Regions from separate parts of the Mus musculus genome. Here region 2 is linked to region 1. A link is a contact called in public targeted proximity ligation data. All regions are on one chromosome and are shown on one strand. The core of a region is the stretch at or near the end of the contact, and the rest is flanking DNA. Distances in the headings are between cores, read along the strand shown.

Region 1 (5,367 bases), core at 1,295-3,794:
CTGTTCATCACCAAGGAAGTCAGGACTGGAACTCAAGCAGGTCAGGAAGCAGGAGCTGAGGCAGAGGCCATGGAGGGATATTCTTTACTGGCTTGCTTCCCCTGGCTTGCTCAGCCTGCTCTCTTATAGAACCAGGACTACCAGCCCAGAGATGGCACCACCCACAAGGGGACCTGCCCCCTTGATCACTAATTGAGAAAATGCCTTACAGCTGGATCTCATGGAGGCATTTCCCCAACTGAAGCTCCTTTCTCTGTGATAACTCCAACCTGTGTCAAGTTGACACAAAACTAGCCAGTATTCTAGGAGGCTATTCTAATGTGATCTTTGATCTGGGTCCTAGATGATCTAGGGTTACCTCTTTAGGGATGCGAAAGTAGCAATGAAGGCCTCTAAGGGGAAATCCCTGGTCAAGAGAATTTAATTTTGGGCCTGGGCACAGAACTAACATTTCAATGGGGCTCTGCCAATCTCTTGGCCAAGGAGCCAGCCCTTGCAATCAGGCTCATCTTAAACATGCTAATGAAATATATGGAATCATTAATTTTTGTTCCAGAGGACTAGTCTTACTATTGCAATTTCTTATTCCAAGATAGGACAGAAAAACAGCAGGCATTGTTTGTTTGTTGTAGGCAGCCGATGCCCAAAAGATGGCACGGGTTTCCGGTACACCGTGGCTGTGCTCTGCAGGTGCTAGCCCAAATCTGGCGCCAACCCCTTTGCGGGTGCATGCAAATTAAGGTGCCGGGCAGACTGACCAATCCCAGGAGGACACAAAGCTTTTCCCTGTGCTGGGGTGTATATAAGGAGTCCTCCCTGGGTTCCCGTAGCAGCATCAAGGCGTTCCTGCAATAAAGCTGTTGAGAAGAATCCGACAGTGTTGCGTTTTCCTTGCCGAGGTGGGCGCAACAGTTTGTTTGAAGATAGGGTTTCTCTGTGTAGCCCTGGCAGTCTTGGAACTCTATAGACCAGGATGGCCTCAAACTCAGAAATCTGCCTGCCTCTGCCTCCCAAGTGCTGGGATTAAAGGCCTGTACCACCACTGCTCTGCAAGAGCTAACACTTCAGTGAGTTTGGAAAAGTATTTTTTTTTTAAAGAGGAGGAATTTCTAAGAAATATTAAATATGAGTCTTTTCTATCAAATACTTATAAAACGAGTTTAGGAGAAGGAATCAACGTCCTTTTATCTCACCCATACGCAAATGTTTCCATCTTTCCCACCACCCATTAAAATGTCTGTTTACACAAAGCCCAGTGCTATATTCCAGGAATTGCAGAACCAAAGATCAGCTTCCCCTTTCCCCTTCTTCCTTCATTTCAAGAGGGCCAGTTCTTAAAAAACTGGCGATGGAATAAGACTGTGAGGTTTGACCCCAGCCAATGGGGAAAAAGACGAAGTCCCATCTAAGGGGGAATGAAAAATAAATGCATTTCCTGTCTACGAGTTCCATCTTCAGAGTACACCCTCTTTTTTTTTTTTCCATTTTTTATTAGGTATTTAGCTCATTTACATTTCCAATGCTATACCAAAAGTCCCCCATACCCACCCACCCCCACTCCCCTACCCACCCACTCCCCCTTTTTGGCCCTGGCGTTCCCCTGTACTGGGGCATATAAAGTTTGCGTGTCCAATGGGCCTCTCTTTCCAGTGATGGCCGACTAGGCCATCTTCTGATACATATGCAGCTAGAGTCAAGAGCTCGGGGTACTGGTTAGTTCATCAAGAGTAAAATTTACCCCGCCTAGGCCCTTCACTTGGAATATCGGTCTCTTTCTTTGAAATCTGGAGCTAACAGAGCTGAGGTAGCTACTTGTCTCAGTTTGTTGAGACAGCCCCCTTTGCCTTGCAATTTTTGTTTGTTTGGATGGTTGGTTTTGGTTTTGTGGAGAAAGGGTTTCTCTGTGCTGCCAGGGCTTTCCTGGAACTCGCTCTGTAGACCAGGCTGGCCTTGAAGTCACAAAGATCCTCTTCACTCAATTTGCCACCACACCCAGGTGCCTTGCATTTTTAAAGAGCCCTCCTTTTCAATTTTATGTTTCAATCTTTATGTTTACACCTTAAATTCTTGGACAGGTCGAAGTGTGTTTAAAAACTCACATAATGCTTAGAAGTCCTCGGGGCATCACAGAGGTGATCCATATCAGTAAACAGACACTCAGTCCCTTTTAATTTAATTTAATTTAATTTAATTCATGTATTTATTTAGGGAGGGCGTCTCACTATACAGCCTTAGCTGGCTTTGAACTCACAAACCCACATGCCTCTGTCCCTAACTGCTGGGAGTAAGGGCGTGGGCTACCACGCCCAGCTCAGAGGTACAGTCTTTCTAAAGCAGCAGAAGGCCCCAAGACCCGAGGCGCCAGGGCTGAGAACCAAGCGTCCCTCCCTGTCTGTGCAAAGACAGAGGAGGACCAGTGTGCTGTCTAGCCCGACTGCCCTGGGGTGGGGGTGGGGGACAGTCACCGCGCCAGCTGTAGCCACCGCAGCCGGAGAGCACGAGCGAGCGCAGGCGGCGGGCTCCCCGGGGCGGGAGGGCAGCGGAGGACAAGCGCGCGGAGCCGGGCGCACGCGCACGCGCACACGCACCGGCTCGCCGGGGGCCGGAAGAGCCGAGCGGCCGGGCGGCAGCTGCGGGCGCCAGAAGGCGCGCGGCTGCGGGGAGAGCGCGGGCTGCGGGATGGGGCCCCCGGAGAGCGCGGCGGAGCTTGCAGCCGAGGCGGTGGAGCTGCGCGAGCCCGAGCTGCAGCTCGCGGACCCGGCGTCCCCCGGCGAGGAGCACGTGGACGTCGAGGCGGAGGGCGCCCCTGGCCGCGGCAGGTGCTGGCCGTGTGGAGCCTGGGCGTGCGGCTCGCGTGGGGAGCCCGGTGAGTGCGGGCGGGCGGGGTCGGTCTGGTCCTCTGCGCACCGGCCTGAGCCGAGACCCAGAAAGTTTCCGAGTGTTAATAACCCCAAATTGGTGACGGGGGGTGGGGGGTGGGGGGGTGGGGGACAGGACCTCGCAGTCCAGTGGCAGTCAGAGGTGAAAGGTCACCGAGAGGGGCCAGGCAGCGGGTGGCAGGAAGCCGACTTGGAACCCACATCGTGGGTGTAAACCGATCTTCCTGAACCAAGTTGGAAAGACTGGAGTTCTGGAAGTGTTTGTCACGGAATCTCAGCATCGCAGAGAGGAAGAGTTCAGTGGACCACTGACCCTCAAGCTTTGGGGGGACAGGGGGACTTTTTAGCTACTGGCTTAAAACGAGGTACACCTTGCGAGGAGCCTCGGTGAAGAACCCTTAACTTTCGTTCAAATTCCCCTAACAAAGAAGTAAAGAGAGGCCGTGGAAGATGGGGGTTCGGGATTCGGTCTCACCCCACCTCCATCTGCCAAGGTCTGGGTAGGGCAGGTCCAGACAGCACTAGGTAAGGCTCTCTACTTTTGCCAGAGACTCTGTCTGCCTAGGGCCCTTTCCACTAAATAGCTTTCCAGTAAGAAGCCCATCTTTTAGACCTTTCTCAATCTAATCTCCGGGGTCTCTTCCCCTGAATATGCCCTACGACTTCTGTGCCTCTTGTCCCACTCAGGTTCCTACCTTCTTAGTTGTGTTTTTCTGAGTTAAGAGAGAAAAGTCTCGGGGAGATGAGTATTGCTACATTTCTGTCCTGAAAGCAAAGAGAAAAGATCTCGGGTTTCTGATTTTGTTTGCATGGATAGGTTACCCCATGTTGGGCTGACTAACCCGGGAGCTCCTGAGGTCAGTTTTTTTTCTAGTCACCCTATGGGTGGATGTCATTCTGGCCTAATGTGGAACTGGGCCTTGCAAACTCTTTAGTTTTCCATTCGGGCATGAATGAAGGGGTCTGCATACTTACTCAGGCAGCACGTGCTAAAAATGTCAGCACATCGTGAATGCCCAGGAATCTTGCCCTTCAATTTCAAGACAAGTTTCTAACAGTTATTTTGAAAACAAAGCACAAGCCACTATAAGCCAAAAGTTGGCATTGGATTTTTGACTGGCTCATTTTAGACTCTGTGTGCAGTCTAGGCTGGCTCACACTCTGTTGTCTTGCCTAAGCCTCCTTGAGTGCTGGGGTTAAGGGCCTCCATCATTATGCCTGGCTTTCAGACTCTAGATCTTAGTGGTTTCTTAACAAAACTCACCTTCAAGCTTAGGTTGGAACTGGATACCCTTACCCAGTTTAGAGGTTTGCTGATTCTTGTTTGCTGTTTCCCGTACAGTGTAGAGTCTGTACTAAAGAGAGAGAGTTGTCTTAGCCCTGTGCACCCCATTTTCCTGCTGGAGTGAGCACTTGGCATAGTGTACCAGGCCTTCAGCTAGCATCTACAAAGTTCCAAACCTAAGTTACCCCCGTGATCCTAAATCAGGTCCAGGTTACTGCAGTGTGGAGAAGCCAAGTAAAAAAAAGGTTTTTTTACCCTCTTCTGGAAGTTGTCTGGTGACTGCTTAATTTGAGTCATTAAACGCTCAACTTGTGTAGAGTGATTAGATACACCTTTCAGTGGATGTTAGCGTGGTATACATGAGAAAATGCCTCTTTGGGCTGCTTTGCTGGTCACCATTTTCACAGGGAATTGAAATTATCATGTAATAAGAAACTGAGGTTGCCCAAACAGAACTATTCCTTGTCTTCACTAACAATCCATTTCGATTCAACCCTCTGTTACCTGCCTGTACATAATCAGAAAACAGGAACCTTAAATATTTGTATGTTTTTTTATTTGGGCATGGTGGCACAAGTCTTTGGAGAGAGGGGAAGTGGGACTCTGAATTGGAGGCCAGCCTGATCTAGGACCGCCCGGGCCATATAGGGAGATCCTGCCTCTAAATACATAAATGAATAAATAAATAAATGCACACACATACATATATCTTATATACATAGAAAATATTTTAAAGCAAAAAACCCACTTTTGGAGTTAAATATTACACTGTTATAATTCTTTTTTTGTTTTGTTTTTTAAAAACATTTTTTATTATTTATTTATTTTATATGAGTCCACTGTAGCTGTTATCAGACACACTGGAAGAGGGCATTGGATCCCATTACAGGTGGTTGTGAGTCACTGTGTGGTTGCTGGGAATTGAACTCAGGACCTCCGGAAGAGCAGTCAGTGCTCTTAACCTCTGAGCCACCTCTCCAGCCCACTGTTAAATTCTTAAAGAAAAGGCAATGGGTTTACTTTGGAGAGATCCTTGAATTAATAAACCAGGAAGATGTTTTCTGTCCTAGGACTCCTCATTTTCTTCTGTCTGAGAATGGAGGTTTCTTTTGAGAAAACTTGTTTTATTTGGATCTAGATTTTGTAATTTCAGAAGCCCAATTCTAAGGCCGACCACAGCCAAGGCATGTGTTTTGTGGTGCT
Region 2 (5,367 bases), core at 1,370-3,869, 2.1 Mb after region 1:
TCACTCTGGATCATTCTAGCCCTGAATTATTTACATACTCTAAAACCACATGAATCGCACCAATCAAGTAAAAGGTAGTCTGACTCCGACAGAAGCCCCAGCTCTCGAGTGCTTCTTCAGTAGTCTTGCTTAAATACTCAGAATTTAACATCTGACTAGCAAACAGCAAAGAATCTAAAATCGCCGTCACAAAATGTACTTGTGATTTTAAACTAAATGGTGCTTTTGGGAACCCTAGAACGTCACCACTCTAAAGCCTCTTATTTTACCAACAGGAACACAGCATAAGCCACAAGCTCAAGGCCCAGAGAGTGCTGATCAGAGCCAAAGCCAGCCTGCTTCTGGTACAAGCTTACATCAATTTTTTTTTTTTTTTGATCATCTATTCCTCCTTGAAGGCTAGTTAAATCCTAAATTACCAGTGAGTGCCTTCCACATCCACCTCCAGAGAAGGGTCCAGGGAGAGTGGAGTTTCGAAGACAAGGACACTACCAGTGCCACAGGCGAGGCTCTCTTCCCTGGACCCTATCTCTCCACACCCAGCAATCTGCATCCAACTCTATTTTGAAGAAGAAACAGAAGAGCTGAACGGGTCTTTGTTCTGCCAGGAAGAAGCAATTTTCTTTTCTTCTTTGCCATATTTACAACCCCATCCCAATATTCCCAATCTCTTCAAAAAGTTTACAGAAATTCAACTTGCTTTAGCAAAAAAAAAAAAAAAAAAAAAAAAAAGGAGGTAGAGCCAACAAAAGGGGGTTGTCCTACAGAGGTCGACCAGCACTTCATTCAGGTACTAATTGCCTGCAGGGAAGTCACCAGACTGTTACCACGAGTCCTTAGGCTAAGGAATATACCATCTTTGACCCCCTACCCTAAGAACTACTAACCCTTCCTAATCTGCATCAAAGGTGCCCCAGGCAGAGGTGGGCTAACAGACCACCTTTCTCCCCTCAGGCTCAAAAAGACCTCAGGGCTGGGCTGGCCAGGAGTTATTTAAGGCGGCAGCAGGAGGGTGGGGCAAAAAACTGTTGGCAGTATCTTCCTCCTCCACCCCTCCCCCTCACAGCCAACACACCTCACCCTGTAGACATCTCACTCACTCACTCACTCACTGAAGGCTGAAGCTATAAAATCTCCCAATGTGTGTTTTCTGTCATTGGCACGGCTGTCCCCTGCTGCTGTCCACCCCACTTTTAATCCACCCTTCAATCACCACCTCGATATCTTTCCAGCCAAAACACACACTTAAATGTAAAGAGAGGTATTTTAAAAAATCAAAAAAAGCATGTGGTCAGACAAGCTGTCCCTGGCCTTCTCCAAGGAAGAAAAAGGACACACCAGTGTTGGGGACTGGAAGATGGGCGGGGGGGGGGGGGGGGGATCAGTCAGCGGCCTAACATGCCTGGCAGGTTCTATGGTGTCTCTAGATGAACATCCCGCCTACTGACTGAAATCAATTTTAGCAATTTCAGTAGGTCGGCCGTGTGACAACAGGGGCAACCCAGAGCTCAGCGATTCAAACAAAAATCCAAAGGCTCGTCCAGAACATGCTGGGAAAACCCTCGGACAGGATGGAATGAGCCGGCTCAGAGGGATCTTCTGCTTCTATGTAGCAATGCATAATAAATTCTGTCCGCCCGGAAAAAGCACTGATGAATTTCAAAGGCATAGTATGACACGCAGAGGTTCCAGGATACAGAAATCGACAGCACGTCGCCCTTCAAAGAAGCATAATGACTTTAAAGCCTCCTTTCCCTCCTATCTCGAATGTCACCACCGCTTATCAGGGAAAAGACCGTGGAAACCCCGGGAGGGACAGCCTGGGAAATAAGAGAAAGGAGTAGCTTTAGGTCCCTTTGGTGATGGGCTGCCCTGCAAGATGCTGTCATCCAGTCATCCAGGGAAGCATGAAGGGGCCTGGGCGGTGAGCGGAAGCACCGTATACCCAGACACACACCCACCAACACGCTCGGATGCAGGCTGGTCTGGGCCAGCAGCGTAGTGCTTGCCCCCCTCCCGCCGCCCTCGGCTTAGGTGATGGAGTGGAAGGGTGTGCTGATGAATGAATACACCTGAGATGCCTCCATCCTGACACTTGCGCCCTTCTTCCTTTGGCCACTGCAGAAAAGACCCTCAGTAGTTTCACTTTCCAGCGCAAACCCACCAGGGCTCTCCCGTCTCCATCCACCCACACTGCAGCCAGGCTGAAGCGGGCGGACATTCCCTCCTAAGCAGAGGCCATGATCGCACTTACCTTCACCTACCAAAAACGAAAAGGCATAAAGAAACCTGGAATCCCCAAACCTCCCCGCGTCCTAGCAACTTTTCTTGAAGGGACGGGGAGAGGGGACACAGAGCAGCCGGGAGACACGGCTCGGCGAAGGTCCCCCGCGGCCACCCGGGGATGCTCTGGGAGAAGGGGGGCCCCCAGGTCCTTCCAACAGCTGGCCCTTTAAAAGCACCTCCTCCGCGCGCTGAACAAAGGCACCGCTCCGGGGGCCCGCTGCGCCCGCCCGGGAGCTGCCGCCGGAGAGCGCAGCCGCCGCCCGCTTACCTCGCGGGTCCCCGGCAAGGGCTTGCGCGCGTCCAGCCCGGCTCGCGCTCCACGCTACAGTCAGCCCCGCTCTGTTTTTCTGCTACTCCGAGCTGACTTCACCGACACTGGGGCCGGCCAATGGGCGGCGGCGACCAGCCCCTCATTAGCATGGCCTGGAACCGTCCACTCCGGCAGCGCCCAGGGGGCGGGGCCTGGCCGGCCGTGACAGGAAGGGGCGTGTGCGCCAATGGGGAGGCGAGGAAGAGCCCGCCGCCAAGCCTGCGTCCCTGTGAGCGGGGCGCGCGCCCGCGGGTTCCCGCGGATGTCGCGCGCGCACCCGCTAACCCTTTCTACCCTGGGCTGCCCGCGAGTGACTCCAGACGCTGGCCCTGTGGTCTCTATAAGGGTTTGCCCACAGAGAGCTTGAAAAGAACAGTAAGCGTAAAATAACAGTGTGTCCTAGCTATAAACAAATTACTTAACCCTGTGCCCTTTTGCTGATCTGTAAAATGGCACCATAATTCCTCTTGATAAAATGTAGTGAATAAAAGCTTGCCAATGGCACTGTCAGTCTGATTATATTCTACCAGACAGTTGCCTAATGCTCCCTATTTTCTCATTTGATTTTCCCAGCCTTGTGAAAAAGACGTTGTTACTAGTTTCTCGTTTTAGTCTTTATTTATTTATTTATTTATTTATTTATTTATTTATTTATTTATTTTTGGACAGGCGGCTCACGTATTCTAGCGCGGCCTCAAACTCACCGTGCAGCCAAAGATGATCCTTAATCCCACCTTCTGGGATTAGAGGCTGCCCCACATACTCACACCCCAGGCCAACCTCCTGACTCAGCCTCTAGAGCGGATTATTGGCTGCACCACTCTGCAAATTGGGGAGAAAAGAGTTTATTTGGCTTACACTTCCACAACACTGCTCCCCATTGAAGGAAGTCAGGACAGGAACTCAAACAGGGCAGGAGTCAGGAAGCTGATACAGAGGGATACCGCATACTGGCTTGCTCTCCATGGCTTGCTTAGTCTGTTTTCATATAGAATCCAAGACCATGAGCTCAGGATGGCCCATCCACAATGGGTTGGAACCTCCCCCATCAGTCACTAATTTTAAAAATGCCCTACAGGCTTGCCTACAGCCCCATCTTACGGAGGCATTTTCTTAATTGTGGTTCCCTCCCCTCAGATGACCTTAGCCTGTGTCAAGTTGACTTACAACTTTCCAACACAACAGAATAGTCACCTGAGCACAATTAATTCTTTTCTGCTATCTTGGGCAAGAATCTTCAGCCCAACTGTGTTCCTAGTTAGCAGGCTGTGTGGTGGGGTAAGAATAGGACCTAGTGACTGCACAGGCAAGGGGAACCCTGTCTGTAAAGGTTGTTAGATGTCAGGGAACAGTGACAGGTCCTGGCTGAGCACCTGCTGTCCTCAATTCTGTTGTCTGTGTATTTTAATTGAAGACTTCTAGCTGTCTGGGAGCTCGTGCTATAACCAAGGAAACAAGAAGCCTCCAGAGAACCCGGGGTCCCTCAGCACAGGGCTCTGCCTCGCCCAGACCTCATCCTGTTGCTTTGTAAAACACACTTCCCAGGCTCTGCTGTTACCTTATGCTACAGTCTGGACAAACAGCTCTCTGGTCTATAAAATAATAAAGCAGCAAGTATGAATGTGCCTGTATTAACAGTGCACTGTTGCACCAGGGCTGTGAGCTTTATATGCACCGCTACACATCTAACAACAACATAGCTAAAGGCACAGTGATACTAGGAGATTAGCCAAAGAGGTAGGAAATAGAAGGCAGAGAAACTGAGAGTTATCTACCTACCAAATCCAGGCAACAAGGTTTAGAACACACACACACACACACACACACACACACACACACACACACACACACAATGTCAGAACAACTCAATGTTCCGTTTGGGGCTGGAGAGATGACTCAGTGGTTAAGAGCACTGACTCTTCTTCCAGAGGTCCAGGGTTCAATTCCCAGCATCCACATGTTAGCTCACAACCGTCTGTATGTAATGGGATCTGATGCCCTCTTCTGTTGTGTCTGAAGACAACTACACTGTACTTATATACATTAAATATGCACCATTTAACAGAACACTAGGTAGCTATGAAAAATGAGGAAGTATTTTTGGTAATTTTAAAGGGGTGGGGAGCTGTGGAATTGGCTTAATAGTTCAGAGCGCTTATTCTCTTGCTGAGTACCCAGTTCAGTTTCTAGTGCACACACAATAGCTCACAACCATCAGTAAGCCGCCATGGCCCACTGTTGCCATAGCAAAACTCAAAAATGCTTATATTATTGAATGGGAAGGATGACTGAAAACTGATGTGTAAAATCTCATTACAATTTTTCCTCTAGAATTATGTATAAATATTTTTGTTCATCTTTGTTTTTCTGATTTTTTTTTCCCTTTATAAACATCTGTCAAGCCAAGTGGTGGTGGCACATGCCTTTAATCCCAGAGACAGAGGCAAGCAGATCTCTGAGTTCAAGGCCAGCCTGATCTACTGAATGAGTTCCAGGAGAGCCCAGGCTACAGAGTAAAACTCTATCTTGAAAAACAAACAAACAAACAAACAAACAAATAAAAAGTTATCAGATTATCCAGTGAACTTTTTAAAAAAATAATAATTTAAAAACGAAACACCAGACTGTACTCAGGAAAATTTGAATTCTACTCAAGGCCATTCTTAGAAATGAGAAAACTGAAACTCAAGAGACCTAAAAAGAGGTTGAACTCTTGAACTAACCCCTTAGTAGCTTCAGCAAGTGTCCCATTCCTCACTGGAAAGCATAAA

What was found.
Region 2: a contact with region 1 is called in a targeted proximity ligation map of embryonic forebrain, with 5 times the contacts expected there. A contact is called at or near these places in 3 of 39 promoter capture datasets (the C10 cell line, cranial neural crest and pre-B cells) and 2 of 130 datasets of targeted methods (astrocytes and embryonic forebrain).

The regions. Positions count from the first base shown.
Region 1 is chr19:38,393,436-38,398,802 of GRCm38.p6, forward strand. Slc35g1 (solute carrier family 35, member G1) reads left to right here and starts at 2,545. Exons shown (of 3, transcript NM_175507.3): 1 at 2,545-2,866. The coding sequence starts at 2,680.
Region 2 is chr19:40,511,117-40,516,483 of GRCm38.p6, forward strand. Sorbs1 (sorbin and SH3 domain containing 1) reads right to left here and starts at 2,620. Exons shown (of 29, transcript NM_178362.1): 1 at 2,255-2,620.